2 separate regions of the Larimichthys crocea genome follow, and region 1 is linked to region 2. A link is a contact called in public Hi-C data. All regions are on one chromosome and are shown on one strand. The core of a region is the stretch at or near the end of the contact, and the rest is flanking DNA. Distances in the headings are between cores, read along the strand shown. Region 1 holds the start of klf5b (Kruppel like factor 5b). Region 2 holds the start of gpr18 (G protein-coupled receptor 18).

Region 1 (3,973 bases), core at 138-2,637, 140 kb after region 2:
CATTAACAGTTTGATGGTTCAGCAGTACGTTAAAAAACACACACACCAGTTCCACTGCAGCTGACCATTGCCCTCTGCTGGGAGTGCCAAGCACCTGCTCCAAGACAGACTATATATAGAGCATAAGATTTGTTTGTATTTCTTGTGTTACACCCAGTGTCATAACATTTAATATTATTAATGGGCAAAACACGGATAGGATAGCCACACACACACTCTGTATACACACATGTGATAGTCACATCCATAAACACAAAGCACAAGAAATAACTCAATCTGCTTACAGAAAGTTATTTTAGCCTTTCAAAATAAAAACACACACACACACGCTGTGTGCTTCATGTGTTTATTGTCCTATCCCCTCTTGGCCCTGGCCATATTAGTCCATGAGAGAGAGAGCGCAGAGGAGAGAGGAGTTGTGATGCTGTAAGCACATACCGTGCATTCTCTCTCCTCCGCTGTGCAGTTGTTGGGCATATTGTGAGGGTTTTTTAATACGTTGGGGGGTGGGCGATATGGAAGGAGGGCTCGGCTCACATTCGCCGTACAGGAAGAGCCACGGCCAAGAATGACAGTTGCTCCTCTTGGAGCTGAGACATCCATGGATTTAGATTGCACTTTGAAAGGTCAGCACATGACGGCCAATCAGTCAGCTCCTAATTGGATGATCAGCAGTCATTTGAATATGTTTTCAGATATATTTATTTTTATTTATTTATCTTACTGACTCATGAAAAAATATGGATATTTTCTTTTGGCGAGCGCTCGTCCTGATGATGTTTGTGTCGTGTAATCAAAACCATAATATATTTGATTTATTTTCTTAGTTTTGTTTTAAAAAGTTCAGCAGAACACGTGTGACACACTAACAAAAGGTGGGAAAATATGTTAGATTAAAATTATAAGTCAAATATAACAAATTAGGGTGAGTTCAGAGGAGGTTAAAGGATTTTAAAAACTTGTTTTGATGATGAATTTATAAGAAGAAAATGACTTTCACAGCCGAGTCCTGCGCTGCAAAGATCTGTCACTTACAAACTCAAATAAAAAGCAACAGATGAACATGTACGCATGGTAAGAAATGTGTTTTTCCATATGCTGTGTGATTACTTTAAGCTTTATCCACCTATGACCTGATCTAACCTCGCTTTCAAAGCCTGTTGAGTCAGGCCTACAGTGGGTGCAGTTACAACATTTTAATAAGAGGACAGAAACTGCCTGAAGTCAAACATGGATGGGAGTGGCACTAAATGACAGTGATTCTTTTTTTTTTTATTTATTATTATAATGTAATGCTGCATAAGTCTTTGTCCACATCGGTGCCAAGGTTGTGGCATACCTGTGTTTCCAGTTCCAGCATGTTGCACTGACATGGGGTAATACTCTGTACACCTGTGTGGGAAAAAAAACAACACTTGTCAAGTGAGTTCTGTCTCTGTTAAGCTGAGGTATAAAGCTGCTGTCACCGTGATCTCTAAAGACGCAGGCTTTGAGGTTTGGAGGTTGGATTTTGTGATTCTTTTCGGAAGCCAGAAATCTGGTGTGTATCTAAAAGGATGTAAAGAAACATGTCAAGAGTTCCTGCAGGGTCACCAGAAGAAGAAGACACGTAAACAGGGTGCAAAATAAACGCAGCAGGTTTATTCCAGGGAGCAAAGTTTGGACAACTGCAGATCATCGCTGCTGAATGTAAGTGTGACCCCCACACCGTGCGTTTGAGTGAAATGCTGAGCTATTTTGATGGAAACATCCACTGGCAGTAGTATATGTGTGAGTGTGTGTGAGTGTGTGTGTGTGTGTGTGTGCTGCTGGCTCAGGAATGTTGGCATCAAGTATGCAGTCCTGACAGACAGCTGCACTGCAGTGGCGTTTTTAACATGCCAGACCAGGAGACCAGGAGCAGTCAGTCAGTCAGTGCCGGCTCAGAATAAAGAAAGAAAAAAGTTTACATTAGATGATAGGGGGAAAAAAAGTGAAGCTGATTGGCTGAGGTGGCAGGTGAGACACTGACACGTCACTGGAAGGTCAGACAGAATCAAAAAAAAGGTGTTAAAGGAGGCACATCAGACCTGATCCAGATCCAGATCCACTGACACCTCCTTTTTTTTCTTTTTTAACCCTCCCACGTGTCATTTCTTCTTCTAACCTTCGAACCATTTCACCTCATCACACCGCACAGACCTCAGTATTCATTACATTAGGCGTGTCCCTCCTGATCTACGCTCGCTTGTCCTGTTTATTTTGTGCATGTTCAGCCCCGCCCTGCGGAGAGGAGACGCGCCGTTTCCACGCAGTTGCGTAATTTGACAAGCCAGCGCAAAAAAAAAAAAAAAAAAAATAGAGAGAATGAACGTTTGACAGCTGGCTCTCTCTCTCTCTCTCTGTCTCTATCTCTCAGAAAACAAAAGAAATACCTATGCTTCGTTTATCTGTGAGAGATCTCGGATAGTTTTTGTGTCTCTCTCTGCGCTTTTATGGCCGCTGCCGTGAGGAATAATGTTTGGGTTGCTCCGGGGCAGGACGCGCAGTTTCTCCGTAAAACCAACCCCGCCGCACCGCCACTGACAGCCGACGGTCTGAGAGGTGAAGACCATGGACAAGTGCTCTGTAACATGCCGGGAACTTCCTCTTTTCATGATTATAATTTGGTAGGAGGGATTGCATTTATTTATTTTTTATTTATTTATGTTTTTTTTTTTTTTGCATCAGAGCATCACACACACACACACACACTGCTTACTGATCTGAGTTGCTGCTGCTGCTTTGGATGTAGAGATGCTGCTGATGAGAGCAAAAAAAAAAAAAACAGGCTGTTTTCATTGTCAGATCTAAGCCTAAATAATGGAGGCAGGCCCGTGTGTGTGTGTGTGTGTGTGTGTGTGTGTTTGCTCTAATATTCACAGCTATTATCCCAAACACGTGACTGAAATCCGTCCTGCACTGATGCTGTTTGAATCACAAGCGGGGCTGGAAAAAGGCACAAAAAAACAAAAAACAGGAATGGAGGGATGTGATGTGAAACGTTTGCAGCTCCCAGCAGCACAAACTTGCTCTGAAGAGATAAATAACGCTGCAGCAGCAGCAGCAGCAGCAACTGGATGTTCTAATTTCAGCCCGGCTGGAGCGTTTCAGGAGGGCGTCTGCTGCTTGTAAAAAAAGGAGGGTGGAGGTGGTGGAGGTGGCAGTGCAGGACCCTAATGTGTGCACAACAGTGTTTGTCCTGTGATGCTTCATTAGGACTACAAGTGGAGAACTGTGGGTGAAGACAACTAGGGGTCCCACATGGCTGTGCATCTATCCAACACCCTGAATCTCTCATCTCTGCTTTACTGATCACCCCCTTCTCTTCTGTCTCGCAGGGTAAATCCGAGATGGACAGCTACCTGTCTCCGCACCAGCAGGATGTAGTAAATCCCAAAATGTTGTGCAGGGACGGCGGCGCTCTGATGCTGGAGCCGCCTTTCTCAGAGGACTTCGCCTCCCCTTACAGCGTCAACATGAGCCTGCTCCTCCCTGACGTCACATACCTGCGCCCCGGCCTCTGCAGGACCGTGAGACAGATCAAAACGGAGCCGCCGCACTCCCTGATGCACGCCGCCTGTCAGGGCAACGGGGCGGCGGGGCCGCCGGCGCTCCCAGAGTACCCGGGTGTTTACGGCACGGCCGACGCAGGTAGTGGTAACTTTTTCATCAAGCAGGAAGTGCCAGATTTCCAGGATGTTCCCCTGTTTCAGCTTTTGAACTCTGACCTGGAGCAGCTCGTTCACGGGTCGCAGCTGAACTCCATCCCCATGCCCTCGTTAAGTCTTCCCATCGGGCACGTCCACACTCAGAATTCTGCCAAACCCGCAAGCAGCCCTCAGAATGAATGTTTCCGACAACACGCAGGCCATCAGCAGAGACCGACCTATCTGCCCCCTTCTCCGCCGAACTCTGAGCCCTCGAGTCCAGACAGGGGGAAGGAGCTCCTTCT
Region 2 (4,194 bases), core at 893-3,392:
AGGAAACATAACTCACAGGCTCACATTCACACGCCTACGGCGGAGGAAGCCGGAGTACCCGGAGAGAACCCACGCAGACACGGGGAGAACATGCGACCTCCGCACAGACCAGCCGGGGTTTGAACCAGGAACCTTCCTGCTGCGAGTGGAAACATACATCACACACATTATTATTCAGGAGATGAGTGTTTTTATATCTCACCTTTAACTTTTAATGATACAATAATAATAACTTTATTCATATAGCACCTTTTAAAAACAGAGTTTACAAAGTGACAAACAGGATAAATAAGATTTAAGAACGCAGTAAAAGACAGCACAACATAAAACCATTAAAACTCAAAGTAATATCTTGTTGTCTTGTTTGATGCATTAAATAAAATAACATTAAATAAGGCAGCAATAAAATACAGAATGATAAAATAAGGGCAGCACGGTGGTGCAGTGGTGGTGGTGACTTTGCATGTTCTCTCCATGTCGGTGTGGGTTCTCTCCGGGTACTCCGGCTTCCTCCCACAGTCCAAAGACATTAACAGGTTAACCGGTGTCTCTAAAATGCCCGTAGGTCTCTACGTGCCCTGTGATGAACCGGTGACTTGTCCAGGGTGTTACCCCGCCTCTCGCCCAATGTCAGCTGGGAAAGTCTCCAGCCCCCCGTGACCCTAGTGAGGATAAGCGGTTACAGATAATGTATGTATGATATAAAATAAGTAAACACACACTGCGTACGACACTTTTGAATTTAAGCAGTGATGAAGACAAGGACACATAGCAACAGAACAATTAAAATAATGTTACAATGCTATGCTATTTGCACAATGAAAATATAAAGTCAGTTTGGAAAGACTTCAAATGAAGTGGACTTGTTGGTTTTGCAGCTTTAAGTTCTGCAATAACCGCCACAGATAGAAAATGTCATGCATCATGTTAGGCCAGTCTTACTTGCACAATAATAAATGAATAATGAAACCTCAGAGCACATTGTAGTGATCACATTCCTGCTCTAGAGGGCAGTATAAACCAGGGTAAAGAGCTGACGCTCTTCACAGTATATCACAGAGACATATTCACAGATGTAGCATCACTTCATCTTTTTATTTTTTCAATAAACTCACAGTCTCAGCATCTTTTATTTTAATCACAGACAGCAGAGCGTGAAAACACAAAGACAGCATGTGACGTCTGAATGTATATCTGTGACTGTTTATGATAAACAATAAAGATCAGGCATTTATTATGAAGTGGAAGACTGCTGAGGCAACCGCATGACAAGTATCAAAGAGAGGAAAACATCACACAGACTGTTGTCATAACAACATATTGCAATGAACACAAAGTACCATCTGCTGTGAGATTTTTAAGACACATCGAGAGGACAAGCGGATAGATAATTATTTCCCAGGAATAAAAATTAGACTGAATGAGCCGGCTTCCTATAAACACTGCGATAAAAAAAATAGTGAACACAGACAGAAGTTCACACACACACACAGAAAAAAAGAGGAAATGTTAAGTCGTGGGAAAGTGTGATTTATTTTCAGCTTCACTCCGCTGCATTATGGGAGTGGAAAGTAGCAGTTAGGAGGGAAGGGGGAAGAAGTTTAGATCGTTCTCTGAGCCAAACGTCCTAATTCAAAGTTGTTACCAGCTCACACACACACACACACATTAATCACACACACTAATCTGTATTCAGTCCAGGTCCGGCCTGACCTTGAGCTTTTCACCTGAGGTATGCGCTTTGCATCCATTAAGTCGACGTGGTGTAAAACCATCTCACAGCATCAGCGTGAAGTGTCTATTACCACCGTCTTATTTCCTGTTTATATGGCAACTGCCTCAACATCCTGTTTTTAATTACTTCTCTCCAGCAGCAGATGCTTCTCACAGCAACCTGCTGTGGATTACTCCCCTGAGAACTAATGTGCTGTGACAGACCCCACTTTTCCAATCAATAACTCGCCCTAAATCTGCCATCTCTCTGCCTGCCAAACACACTCCCACTTCTAATGGCACATCATTTTCTTTAAGGGGGTGTAATTGCAGACTGTGGAAAGCTGTAGCCCTTTGTGTTCCAACTACGTAGATACAGTAAAGGAATCTAAAGTACCAGAAAGTCTTACACAGGAAGTGATGGAGGGGGCTTTACATTGTGCTGTAGTCTCGTCACACGTTACCCTGTTTCAGAAAAGCGTCCACTTCCCTGTTTTTGGCTGAGCGCTCAGATAAATCGGCCGTGCCACTTCATAAACCTGTTGGCGCAGAGCTTGTCAAGATGTTTGTGTGATTTCTGTGGTAAGTGCAGTTTTTTATTGTTCAGGCGAGGGCTACCTGATCTGTTTGACCTTTAGAGACAGAGACAGAGACAGAGAGAGAGGGAAGTCATTTTGGCAGATGTGTTTTATAGTCACTTGGTGTGTGTGTGTGTGTGTGTGTGTGTGTGTGAGCGCTTTAACTGATGTCAGTCACTCATCTTACTTGTTTAACTCACTTGCTTTACGTTAATCTGTTCCCTGATTTTAAGATTCAAGACGCCATGTACAGACAGGACAGTGGAAAAAAAAATCAGGTCACATGATTTACTATCAGTCACACTATCTGAATTTCACTTCCATGTTTCACCCGACCGCAGACGACTACAATAGCTCCATTCTCTCTAGTCTGATATATATATTTATTTATATATATATTTTTGCTATTTGTTTGCTTGTTTATGTCGTTTTTAATTACGCTATCACACATCGAGACCGACGCGTTCTGTTTGTCTTCCTTCCTTTCACGGCACAGCTGCACCGCTTTTAAGAATAACTATTCAAATGATCAAGCAGAAGGCTGTAAAAAAAAAAAAGAAGTGTGTGCATTCAGAAGCAGCTTCTCGTTTATTCAACCGACACGTCGTTTTTTTTTCTCTCTCTCAAACACACACAGAACTTTTGAATGTGTTATAATGTTTGCTTGTTTCTTAGATTTCAAACTCGTGGACTCGTGGAGGGATAACTTCTACATGATGTTCGAAGGTAAGCTGCGTTTCAAATCAAGCATCATTTTGGTCAAAATGGGAATTAGAGAATCCATTTTATAGCTTTGATGTAATATTCCTGCAGCTGATCTTAGACTGAATCGGTTTCACGATGAGAGAAGAATGGAAACATCTTGCTGTGTTTTCTAAGTTTCAGAATGAAGTTGGATCTAAACGTCTCCAACATGTCCCTGGAGTCTGATGCCGCGAGGCCGGAGCAGGGCCCGGTGGAGTACCGCATGGCAGGCCTGATCTTCTACTGCTTCGTGTTCGGCATAGGAGTCATAGTGAACTTCACAGCTTTGTGGGTGTTTGCCCTCACCACCAAGAAGATGAACTCCGTCACCATCTACATGATAAACGTGGCGGTGGTGGACCTCACCTTCATCCTGCTGCTTCCCTTCAGGATGGTCTACCACCACCAGGACTACTGGCCCTTTGGAGATATCTTCTGCAGGGTCAGCTCGGCTCTCACCATCTTCTACCCCTGCATGGCTCTGTGGCTGTTCGCTCTGATCAGCGCCGACCGCTACATGGCCATCGTGCAGCCGAAGCACGGCAAAGAGCTGAGGAACGTCCCGAAGGCCGTGGTGGCGAGTGTCGGGGTGTGGCTCATGACTCTGGGCTCCACCGTGCCCCTGCTCTTCTCTGAGAAAGACCCCGACCGCATCTCCAACTACACCACCTGCATCAAGATGCAAGACATCATCTACATGCGCCACGACAACCCCGTGAACTTTGTGCGACTCATCTTCTTCTTCCTGCTTCCCATATGCATCATGATTGGCTGCTACATCGTGATCGTGGACAATCTGGTCCACGGCCGCACCTCGAAGCTCAAACCAAAAGTGAAGCAGAAGTCCATCCGGATCATCATCACGCTGATCATTCAGATGTTGGTGTGTTTCGTGCCTTTCCACGTGTGCCTGGTGATCCGCCTGCTGGGGAAAGGTGAAGATGGCGGGTTCAGCACGTGGGCGGTCTTCACCACGTTCCTGATGAACCTGAGCACAGTGTTGGATATCATTCTCTACTACATCGTCTCCAAGCAGTTCCAGGACAGGGTGATCAGCGTGATCCTGTACAGGAACTATCTGAGGAGCGTGAGACGCAAGAGCAGGCACACACACACGGGCAGCGTCCGATCAATGAGCAACGTGACCAGCGCCATGATA

The links. A called contact is a pair of places that touch in the nucleus more often than the background predicts.
Region 1: a Hi-C map of muscle shows a contact between it and region 2, with 5 times the contacts expected there. The contact joins the promoter of klf5b here to the promoter of gpr18 in region 2. A contact is called at or near these places in 3 of 7 Hi-C or Micro-C datasets (all in muscle).

The regions. Positions count from the first base shown.
Region 1 is chrXVIII:19,398,433-19,402,405 of L_crocea_2.0, forward strand. klf5b (Kruppel like factor 5b) reads left to right here and starts at 1,388. Exons shown (of 4, transcript XM_019255764.2): 1 at 1,388-1,689; 2 at 3,360-3,973. The coding sequence starts at 3,372.
Region 2 is chrXVIII:19,256,988-19,261,181 of L_crocea_2.0, forward strand. gpr18 (G protein-coupled receptor 18) reads left to right here and starts at 2,143. Exons shown (of 3, transcript XM_010734009.3): 1 at 2,143-2,295; 2 at 2,967-3,017; 3 at 3,171-4,194. The coding sequence starts at 3,178.